Regions from separate parts of the Mus musculus genome. Here all the other regions are linked to region 3. Evidence: chromatin contacts called from public Hi-C and HiChIP or PLAC-seq data. All regions are on one chromosome and are shown on one strand. The core of a region is the stretch at or near the end of the contact, and the rest is flanking DNA. Distances in the headings are between cores, read along the strand shown. Region 1 holds the start of Atg16l2 (autophagy related 16-like 2 (S. cerevisiae)). Region 2 holds the start of Coa4 (cytochrome c oxidase assembly factor 4). Region 3 overlaps Relt (RELT tumor necrosis factor receptor).

Region 1 (3,550 bases), core at 911-3,410, 460 kb before region 3:
GGATGACTCCATAGCCATTCACAAAGAGGGAGCACTAACTGGATGCAGTGGGTTAAAATTTTTTTTTCAAAATAAATAAATAAAAACTTAAGAGACCTGGAAGTATGTCACCATACTCTTTGATTCCCCTACCATTCAAAGATGACAAAACTAGTTTAAAATTTGGAGCAGCATTTTGTGAGTCCAAAAGGCATTAGGTGTGCTGAAAAGATGGCTCAGTGGTTAAGAGCAGTTAATGTCTGAGGCACTAGCTGAGGACATGAGTGAGTTTCCCAGCACCCACATTAGTAGTCAGACTGGCTCTAACTTTAATTCCAGGGGTTCTGATGCACCTGCACTCGTGCACGTGCACACACACATACCCACACATGTGCGCGCCTAAAAAGAAATCTTTTACAATTATTAAAAAACCTGCCACAACATGACTTCCTACCTAAAGATGCAGCACACTGTGTAGGACCTGGGGATTGGGGGGGGGGGGCTGTTGTCACAGAAGCCTCAGGCCCCAGGAAGTGCTTCTGGATATGATGTGTGAGCAGAGCCAGACTTCCAGCAGGAATACTGGGCACAGTACAGTGCAAAGGCAGGGGGTATCCAAGACAGACACAAGGGGGACTGAGGCCAGTTTGTAGTGTTTTGAGATAGAGTCTTGTTATGTAACCCAAGCTGGCTTGGAACTTACTATGTACCCCAGGCTGGCATCAGTGCTGGGATTACAGTCATGGGCCATTATGCTCAGCTTCACTATAGCTTCACCGAACAACAGATACATATTCCCCTGGGGTGTCACTTGCCTTTACTGTTTTTCAAGTCCTGTAACAGACCCCCAACTTGAGACCCCAGTATCTCAAGGCTTGTCCCCTGCAGGGCCTAGAGGGCTTCCTGATATTGCCTTTTCCCTCCCATCGGTTTATTTCTTAGGGATAACCAGGTCTGCCTTCCCTAGCTAAAAACAGGGCTTGAAGCTGAACCTTCCTCAGTATGTCATATTGTAAGGCTAGGCCCACTGAGTCTCTCCTGTCATTCTTTTTTTTTTTTTTTAAAGATTTATTTATTTATTATATGTAAGTACACTGTAGCTGTCTTCAGACACTCCAGAAGAGGGAGTCAGATCTCATTACGGGTGGTTGTGAGCCACCATGTGGTTGCTGGGATTTGAACTTCGGATCTTCAGAAAAGCAGTCGGGTGCTCTTACCCACTGAGCCATCTCACCAGCCCTCTCCTGTCATTCTTTACCACAGCCTGTATCTGCAGAATTCTTTGCTAGAGACAATTTCATTACAATTCCCCGTGAGCCCAGATTCACTGTCAAATGTACCCACAAGAGATGTCTGTGCTGTCCAAGAGAGGCAGCAGATAGGCCCTGAGTTAGAACTCTGGGTTGCTGGCTAGCTCAGCTCCCTACTACACACAGCTGCAAACGAGGAAGCCTCTTCTCTCCTCTGAGCCTGGGGTTTTCCAGATAAACGGAGTCTTTTCTTAGAGCCCTAAATTTTGCTACCAACTGGACCTCTAAATCTTGCTCCTCCCACGGACAGTTCTGCGTCCTGTCCTAACAACTCTGAAGCGCTGGACCTTGAATCTAGGCCCCCGCGCAGGGTTAGCAAAAACCCTATCGCTGAGCTACTCCCAACGCCCGCCTGCATTGGAAATTTTCATGTCATCAGACCATGTCTACTTGTTCTTTCCAGAGCTTAAGAGTCCTTTTGTCTCCGCTCCCTCTGGGTAACGGTCTTAGTTGGTCCTTCATAAACCCCCACTCAACTGTCACCTTGTAGGTGACAGTGGGGCTCCTTCAGGCAGTCTTCTCTCTTAGACTGCTTGTGCCTGGTGCTTGTCTCTGTACAGCCCCTGGTGGTAGGGTCTCCCCTTCCGGGGTAACTTAGTGAGTTCTGCATCCTCAGCTTCTGACACTGGTCCAGGCACCAAGAGGTTAAGGAAGGCGACCTTGAGGCCCCGCCCTGGACGCGCCCACAGGCGACAGGGAGGCTTCAATCCCTGCTGCTTACTCCGGGACAGAAACGCACACCTCTGGGACTGAGGGTTTTTGCTGGGCCGCAGCAGCACCTGCTTTGAGGTGTCCAGATCTCCCCGACAAAAGCGCTTGGTACAGCCCGGGGATTCCCCGCTGCTGCCGCCCTGACGTCATGGAGTCCCCGGGAGGCTCCGCCCCCCTGCTCGGGCTGGAGCTTTGCGCGGCCGCTAGGGACTCGGCGGCCATGGCAGGACCTGGCGCCCCCTGCGATCCCTGCGCGCCCGCCGCTGTCTGGAAGCGCCACATCGTGCGGCAGCTGCGGCATCGGGACCGCACGCAAAAGGCGCTCTTCCTGGAGCTAGTGCCGGCTTGTGAGTGCGTCCCTGGGGGCTCGGGGATGACTGGCTTTGAGGAGGTGGGACTCCCCGCTCGGGGAGAGGGCTTGTCCCGCCACTCGACTTGTGACTCAGGGCAGCGGCGCCGTCACGGTTCCCGAGGGCTTTGCGTCTTGGAACCTGTTACGCCCCTCTCCGCATTGGCTTGCCTGCTGTTTCCAGCTCTGGTGCTGCTTAGCCCCAAAGACTCAGCTCTGCCTCCCTTGAGCATCCTAGACACAAGCTCTGTCTCAGTGATGGTTTTGTCGAGTCCTTCTTTCAGGCCGTCCCTAGGGCAAGGCCTGGTCAGTCCATTTGGTCCCAGAGCCCAGTTAAAGAAGGCAGGCGTGGCCAGAACAGCCACGGTAGCTGAAAGGAAGGAGCGAAAGTCTCTGGTAGGTTCTGGTACGGATAGGTTATACTGGCGTACGTTCGTGGAGTACCTCAGTGCCTAGCGGATCGTAGCTCGAATGGGGCTCCGGGTTCCTTTAGGTTGTTTGTCGCGCGGCGGAAGTTAAATTCTCATGTGGTTATTTCTGGGCACTTTGGCTAGGAGGAGGAGATGTGTGCACTCCATCCGAGGAACACTGGAGTGCATCTGTATTTACTGCCTTTTGGTGGACTGTGATTGTGTGTTTGAGGCTGAAAGTCTAACCATACTCCCTACTTCTTCCTCACTTGGTGCTAATTTTGATGCACCCACGCAATCAAATTTGTTTTCCTTGGAACTTTGTGAGGGCTGGCCCTCTCTTGGGGTTGGATACCTCTACCTCCAGACAACCCCACTTCTCCAACTGCTCTGATGGGCAGTGGGACTATCGGTTTAAGGGAGGGACCACCCAGGAGAACTGCAAGACTGGGAACCTAGAGACCCAGGTCTGTGGTTTGGGGTAATTCAAGTCCTTTACCTCAGATTTCTTACTTGCAAATGAGGCACATTGTGACCTTGTATGCCGGGGTAGGGGTGCTTGCAATGCCTTGTGGTCTCAGGTAGTTTTGAGAATTTGTCAGGGTCCAGGAACCTCAGACAGAGAAGGAAGGGAGGTGAGGATCTGGCCTGAGGTTAGCAGCCTCAGTCTGCCTGGAATTGGTTTAAAACAAAACAAAACAAAACAAAACAAAACAAAACAAAACAAAACAGCTGGAAGGAATGTGGGTGAGGGGGTCCAAGGTCTAACCACCTATCTTGGGAAGATTTGT
Region 2 (3,367 bases), core at 112-2,611, 310 kb after region 3:
CCTACAGAATGCAGCAAGAGAGAACTCAGGAAAGGCTTCAATAGAGATAACTTCAACCTTTGCAAAAAGTTTGTTACGACGGGGTATAAAGGCGCTAAATGCCTCTTTTCTGTCTTATTCATTAATAGGTGGTTACTGTGTTGTGTGTTGGCTACTATATTAAGAGTATACAAGGGCTGGTGAGATGGCTCAGTGGGTAAGAGCACCCGACTGCTCTTCCGAAGATCGGAAGTTCAAATCCCAGCAACCACATGGTGGCTCACAACCACCCGTAATGAGATCCGATGCCCTCTTCTGGTACGTCTGAAGACAGCTACAGTGTACTTTACATATAATAAATAAATAAATCTTTAAAAAAAAAAAAAAGAGTATACAAACAAGACCAAGCTAGAGACAATTCCTGCCCTCATGGAGTTTACAATCTAGGCAAGTAAACTGGAAGTTTACAACAGTATGTACAGACAGCTGGGAAAACGAGGCAGGTCTAATCTGTCAAGACTTTCTAGAGAACCTGACTTCCAGGATGAAACTCAAGGATGAATGAGTTAGCCAAACATGGGAAAACTATTTCTGGCTAGAGGTAGACACATGAGAGGAATCACAAGTTCGATGACTGGGCTGAAAATGTAGTTTGGTAGTAGTACAAATGTCCAACGTGGAAAAGTAAATTGAATTTGATTCTCAGCCTCGTAAAACACTTCAGTAACTGGAGAAACCAGAAGAGCAGGAAATGAAAATTGGCAGAAATAAGTAAATGATTGATCAGCAAAGCTTTGCAGCCCATGTTAGGAGTTTAAGACTATTATCATGAGGAAAAGGGGTAGGTCACAAGACGATTTAAGCACTTCTCTATATAAACCTCACCGCTACGGAGGCACAATAAAAGGGTAAATGTCTTTGCCTGGAGACCTGTATTATTAGGTAGGGCCGTCAACAAATCATACACACACACACACACACACACACACACACACAAAATAAAATCGCTTTAAGATTCACTAGGTAGACTTTGTAAATAGCACTGCAGTATATGTCCAATACATGTTGTCCTCGGTACTCCTTGAATAAAATGAGTTCAACCCATGCTTAGAAATAAGGGCAGGCTAGATGCCTGACAGCTTGGCAAGGCCTTCTAGTAAGGCATGACAAGGAAGAGGAAGGAGAGAAATACAGGCATCCAAGTCCCCTGAAGCACCTCTCCCAGTTTCAGGAGCACTCCCGCCGTCCCCACTGTGCATCCGGTGTAGGGATGCGTGCGCAGTGCTCACCCGCAGGTGCAGAAGAGCGTGCGAGCGCGTTCCGCCCCAGACGCGGGGATTCGTAGGCAATAAGGACGCCCCCTGTTCTCTCCGCAGGAAGCCGACCCAGCGGGAGCACACACGCGGAAGAACAGAGCCCTCTGCAATTCCCATTGGTGAACTCTCCGTGTAGAGCCCGCCTTCAGCCCGCCTCTTCCGGGAAAGGGCGGAAGGAGCGGACCAATGGAGACCGGATCCTAGGGAAGGCACCTTGGATCGTTCTGAGAGACTGTGTACACACCCTCAGGTGACTCCAGGCCACCTGAGAGTGACGGAGGAGGCGGGTAGCCATTATGCCTTTTCATCAGCAAGAGCTCTGACTGGACCCATGTCTGAAGTGTTACCGCATGGGTTGCCAAGTAAGCTGAAGGGCACAGGATCCAGAAAAGGAATTTCAAATGGGACATTTTTCATTCCCAAGTAAAACAAAGAAACATGTATGCACAGTGTGTCCCATGCCATAACTAGGATCTAGAATGCCCTAATTGCTGAAGTGAAAGGAAGAGGCATTTTCTATTTACATTTGTGTATTTATGTGTGGCGTTGAGGTACACGTGTGGAGAGCAGAGAACAGCAAGAATTGATTCTGTCCTAACATGTGGGTCCTGGTCTTGAACTCAGGTTGTATGGTGGCTGGCAACTTTACTCAGGAACCATCTTGCAGGGGCCAAGGGATTGATCTTTCCTCACTCTGCCTGCCTTCTCTTCCCCACTTTCATTGACAGTGCACACAAGCTCCCTGGAGACCCTTTTCTTAACTTTCCATCTCTCTAGGCTTCAGGGTGGAAAGTGAGTTATTGCACCTAGCCATATCCAGACAACTCTAATCCTCTTTTACCTCTGAATGGCATTCTGTGTCATTCCTGACCATTGAATTCTCTCTCTCTCTCTCTCTCTCTCTCTCTCTCTCACACACACACACACAATCAACCTTCCTAAATTCTGTGAGAAAAGCTCATTTTATTGATTATCTGTCATTTCACATACCATTATTATGTTTTGTATCTATTTTTGGTTTTGTTTTGGGTATTTTATTTGTATTTGGGGGGATAGGGTCTCACTATGTAGCAGTAGCTACTGTGTGTAGTAGCTAGCCTTGAATATGTAGTTCAGGCTGGCCTCAAGCTTGTGGCTTTCCTGCCTTAGCTCTCCGAGTGTTGCAATGACAAGTGTGTGCCACCGGGACCAACCTTGAAGCTTAGTTCTTTACTATGATAAGTGAAGATCATCACACATATTTATGATAAATACATATAGATCATCAAGCATATATGTACTTATATATGTATTTACCATATATGTGTATTTATCATATATCTATGTCTGGTGATTTTCACCTGTCATCAGAGAAGATAAAATTCTACTTTATAACCAGTAAACAAGATAAAATTACTTTAGCAACTTTCTCTACATATAATGAACTTCACCTCTAAAACTTTTTTTTGAAACAGGATTTCTCTGTGTAGCCCTGGCTATCCTGGAACTTGATCTATAGACTAGGCTGAACTCAGTCTCCAAGATCTTCCTTCCACTGTCTACCAAGTGCTGGGATTAAAGGCATGTGCCACCACAGCCTGGCTTTGTGGTTTGATTTATAGTCAGTCTTTCATTGTATTTCCTCCAAAGTCAGTTTGCTTTCCTCAGTTTCAACTGACTTCCAATATAGGTATGTGGGGTGTGTGTGTGTGTGTGTGTGTGGTGGTGGTGGTGGTGGTGTTCCTATGGGTCAATTACATAAGTGTATCATCTGTACAGATGCCTAAATTGGGTCTTCAAAGAGATAAATATGAAAGTTATTTATTTATTATTTTTGAGACAAGGTCTCACTATGTTGCCCTGTCAGGCCTGAAATGTTCTAGATCAAGCTAGCCTTGAATTCACAAACATCCACCTGCCTTTACTGCCAAAGTGCTGGGATCAAAACTGCCCTAACTTACCCGCAAGTTTTTATTTTTGAGACATTCTTTTGTGATGTACAAGGAAACCATCCATCATTTGGCAGCCTGTTTGCCAAGGAACTGGTCTGGATAGGGTCCCAGAGCTTACAGCTTTAGAAGGATTTACTGTGG
Region 3 (3,220 bases), core at 595-3,094:
TGAGGTGAGTGCTTGGAGTTGTGGGGGGGGGTAGCACCTGGGTCAACCCTGACAGAAGAGAGGCCCATGAAGGCAGTGGCGGCCTCTTGACTCAGCTCTGACCCTTTAATCCTGACCCCCAGGAGAACCGCTATGTGGTCCGGCTAAGTGAAAGCAACCTGGTCATCTGATGGGCTGTCTAGAATTAGACACTCTGCCCTGTCCTGGGAGGTTCTGAAGGCTTCCTGCAGGAGGGAGAGCTGCAGCTGGGACTGAGGACCAAGATGCAAAGGCCAAGTCCTGGAGGTGGGACCGTCCGCCCCACTGAGGAGGCAGCCTGCGGCACAGCACGTGAGCAGGAGATCAAGAGCCCACCCTATCCCTGCAGTCCCGGTTACTTCCATGCAGGGTGCTGTAACCCTGTGCCTGCCCTGAACACATCATAGGAGCCCTCTGTCCCTTAGAGGTCTGGTTTGGTGGAGGAGTGGTATCTGTACCTGGCCCCAAGCTTGTGCCTTGGGAACTAGCCACTCTTGCCCATGTCCTGGACCCTGGATGTGACTCCCTCTCTTCTGGCAGGCCCTATAGAGGGAAGGGGTAGCAAAGAGCCCTGTACTGGTGGCAGAGTACCTGGGTTCCAATCCTGGGCTTATCCCTAGGTACGTAGGGGAGGAGAACTCAGTTCCCAGGACCTCTCCAGCTCTTTGCAGATTCTGGGCTGAGTCCTGTTGGGGGGAGCTTGACTTTGCTACCCTCCCATTAGTAGCTTTATCTGGCCTGTTTTTGCTGCTTCCTGGGCCTTGGCCTTCATGGCTCCCATGGGACTGTCTATTATGGTGATGCCTTCAGAAGGGGTTTAATGCATGTGCCTGCCCCTACCCTGCTATTTTTAATGAAACTGAAAAATGACTTGACTTGGACAGGGCTCTCTGGTGCAGAGCCTCAGTCCACCCTGCTGCCCTCAAGCTCTGGAGCTGTGGGAAGAGGAGACAGGCAGGCTAGGGAGTGCCTGTGGCCTGTGGTTTTCAATGCCCCTGTGGTACAGTATCTGCCTGAGTTTTGGGTAGCAGGGGTGACTGCCAATCCAGCCTGTCTTAGTCTCTGCTCTGGCTCAGTGCCTCGTTATTTATGTGGGGCCGTGCAGGCGCGGGGCCCACTGCCCATCCCATTTCTTATTTATTGAAACCTGCTGTTGCCCTGCCCCTACATCTCCAGCCCCACACACTTGAGTAATAAAAGGTGGAAAATGTCGTCATGAGGTGCTTCCTTTCCCCGTATCCTCTCTGAAAACTGCTCACCTCCAGGGCCCTGCCAGGTGTGCACACATCGTCCTCCCCCTCATCAGCACCTTCCTCTGAAACCAGGGAAATAGGCAGAGGTGGCTCCTCGTCTCATCCTCACCGAGGTCCCCAGAGGCCAGGTTCCCCAATAGAAATACAGGCTGAGCCATATGTGTGATTGAATGTGTTCCCATAGTCATTCCAAAAAGTTGTCTAAAAAAGGGTAAACTTAGTATTTTTAACCAAGTATATCCAGAATATTTTCATTGCAATATAAAATCATTATGAAAATTATGAACGAGCTTTTTTTCTGTTTAGAATCTTATGTATTTTACATGTGTTGACATGAACTAATTATTTCAAGGGCACAAGAAGCATGTGGTGAGTGGGAGTGGCCACAGCTGGAGAGGAAGCAGCAGTTACACAGAAGCTCACAGTGTGGGAGGGGTGTGATCCATGAGATGGGGACAACATGTGCAAAGGACAGACCAGGAAGTGGCTGGAGGGGCCTCACAGTGGTTAGGAAGAGGCAAAGCCTCGGCCTGTTTGGTCACAATGCAAAGCAGAAACACCCAGAACAGGAAGTTGTTATAGCTGTCTGGGTAACAAGTAACAGGGAAACAGAAGGACCCAAGAGATTCCTAGGGCAGACCTGCTGGAACTCCTTCTGGGATGTGAGATAGGGAACACCTAATGGTGTCCAAGGTGTTTTGATATGAAGCCCTGGAGCTCTTAGGAGACAGATCTGAGTGACAAGAATATCTTACACTCAGATGGGCATTTACAACTAGGCAGAGAGGGTCCATGTTTTAGGGCAGATCCCAGGGCCTGCAGTAAGAAGCCATCAGGGTCCTGGTGGCCAAGAATGGATGTAGAATTTGGGGAAAGTTGGCTGAGAGGCTAGGAAGGCTGTCATGCCCCAGGGAATGGACAGGGTCTTTGTGAGTTTCCTAAGGGATGTGGTGAGAGCTGGACCAATACCAGGTAAATCAGGAGACACCATCCCATACCAAAGTTGCCATGGCCAGTGGGACCTTAAGTTAGGGTTTTGTCAGTGTGTGGTACACTATTTAACATGGGAAGGAGTGACACATGCAAACACTACTGGAGCTAGTAGTGGAAGCCTAGCCTGTAAGAGGAGACCAGGTGGCTTCACTGAGGACAGAAATCTGGGCAGAAACCAAGGTAGGTGGCTGGCCTAGCAGTGGCAGGAAAGGAGGGAAGAAAAAAAGCCACTGTTAACAAATGGGCAGACATTTTAAAAGCCCACATATCCCTGCTTCTTCCCACATCCTTTGGGTATAGGATACTCTGGGACTTTTGTGAACTGGGAGTAGACAGGGTCTCCTGTGTGTCCAAGGAAATGATCCCTATGGCTGCAGGATGCAGCACATTTGGCATCCATTTACTTCATGTATCTCAGGGTTTGGCTATTCTAATTTGCCTATCCCTTCAGCCAGCCAACTCATGGACCCCACTTAGTACTTAGGATTTGGATAACAGCCAATTGGGTGGCACGTGAAGATAAGAGTGTGTCCTGGAGAGTGAGGCAGGAGGTGGCATCCCAGCCATTCTCTGGGAAAGCTAGATTAGAGACACATTCAGATATCCGCAGGGTGGAGACACCATGTTCAGGCTTCCAGGCTGGTTAGGAGATCTCTCTCACTATAAGCACTTCTCTACCCTGCTCCTGCTTGCTGAGAGAATGGCTTGTTTCATTTGCTTCTTGTGTCATTAACCTCCCAACATCAAAGATATGATGCAGGTGTGTGATATTTTTGGTCTCCACAGCCTCACCTTCCCTTGGAAACGTTCCTACAAATCCCTGCAGCTCTTTTCAGTGGGTGGAGGTGGGAGTTGGAGGGAAGAACAAGTAGGGTCCAATCTCTAGCTCTCTGCCCACTTCTAGAAAATAGCCCTGCCATTGTGACATAGAAATGAGCCTAAGATGTTCTATCCTG

Evidence for each region. Hi-C and Micro-C count contacts between places; a contact is called where the count stands out from the background. HiChIP or PLAC-seq counts read pairs in DNA pulled down with a chosen protein or histone mark.
Region 1: an H3K4me3 HiChIP or PLAC-seq map of bone marrow-derived macrophages shows a contact between it and region 3, with 7 times the contacts expected there. The contact joins the promoter of Atg16l2 here to the enhancer-like site in region 3. A contact is called at or near these places in 4 of 39 promoter capture datasets (embryonic stem cells, hematopoietic stem and progenitor cells, hippocampal neurons and 1 more), 1 of 484 Hi-C or Micro-C datasets (the N1E-115 cell line), 7 of 115 datasets of contacts at active chromatin or transcription factors (astrocytes, bone marrow-derived dendritic cells, bone marrow-derived macrophages and 4 more) and 2 of 9 other capture datasets (adipose tissue and macrophages).
Region 2: a contact with region 3 is called in a Hi-C map of erythroblasts, with 2.9 times the contacts expected there. The contact joins the promoter of Coa4 here to the enhancer-like site in region 3. A contact is called at or near these places in 12 of 39 promoter capture datasets (the 3T3-L1 cell line, 3T3-L1-derived adipocytes, the C10 cell line and 8 more), 8 of 484 Hi-C or Micro-C datasets (CD8 T cells, bone marrow-derived macrophages, cortical neurons and 4 more), 9 of 115 datasets of contacts at active chromatin or transcription factors (acute myeloid leukemia, bone marrow-derived macrophages, embryonic forebrain and 6 more) and 3 of 9 other capture datasets (adipose tissue, macrophages and pancreatic islet).

Annotation. Positions count from the first base shown.
Region 1 is chr7:101,300,698-101,304,247 of GRCm38.p6, reverse strand. It overlaps Atg16l2 (autophagy related 16-like 2 (S. cerevisiae)), which reads left to right and starts at 2,160. Exons shown (of 18, transcript NM_001111111.1): 1 at 2,160-2,347. The coding sequence starts at 2,221.
Region 2 is chr7:100,535,094-100,538,460 of GRCm38.p6, reverse strand. Coa4 (cytochrome c oxidase assembly factor 4) reads right to left here and starts at 1,361. Exons shown (of 2, transcript NM_183270.2): 1 at 1,269-1,361. It overlaps Gm39058 (a long non-coding RNA gene), which reads left to right and starts at 1,342. Exons shown (of 2, transcript XR_869836.2): 1 at 1,342-1,657; 2 at 2,750-2,870.
Region 3 is chr7:100,844,180-100,847,399 of GRCm38.p6, reverse strand. It overlaps Relt (RELT tumor necrosis factor receptor), which reads left to right. Exons shown (of 11, transcript NM_177073.6): 10 at 1-4; 11 at 123-1,552. The coding sequence ends at 170. Among named protein-coding and RNA genes, the nearest start is that of Relt, 18 kb to the left of the region's middle. Within about 2 kb of position 1,844, at least 128 of the 459 cell types and tissues checked have an H3K27ac peak or open chromatin away from gene starts, as enhancers often do. A contact at or near this core is called in CD8 T cells, the N1E-115 cell line, acute myeloid leukemia and 9 more, where this site is marked.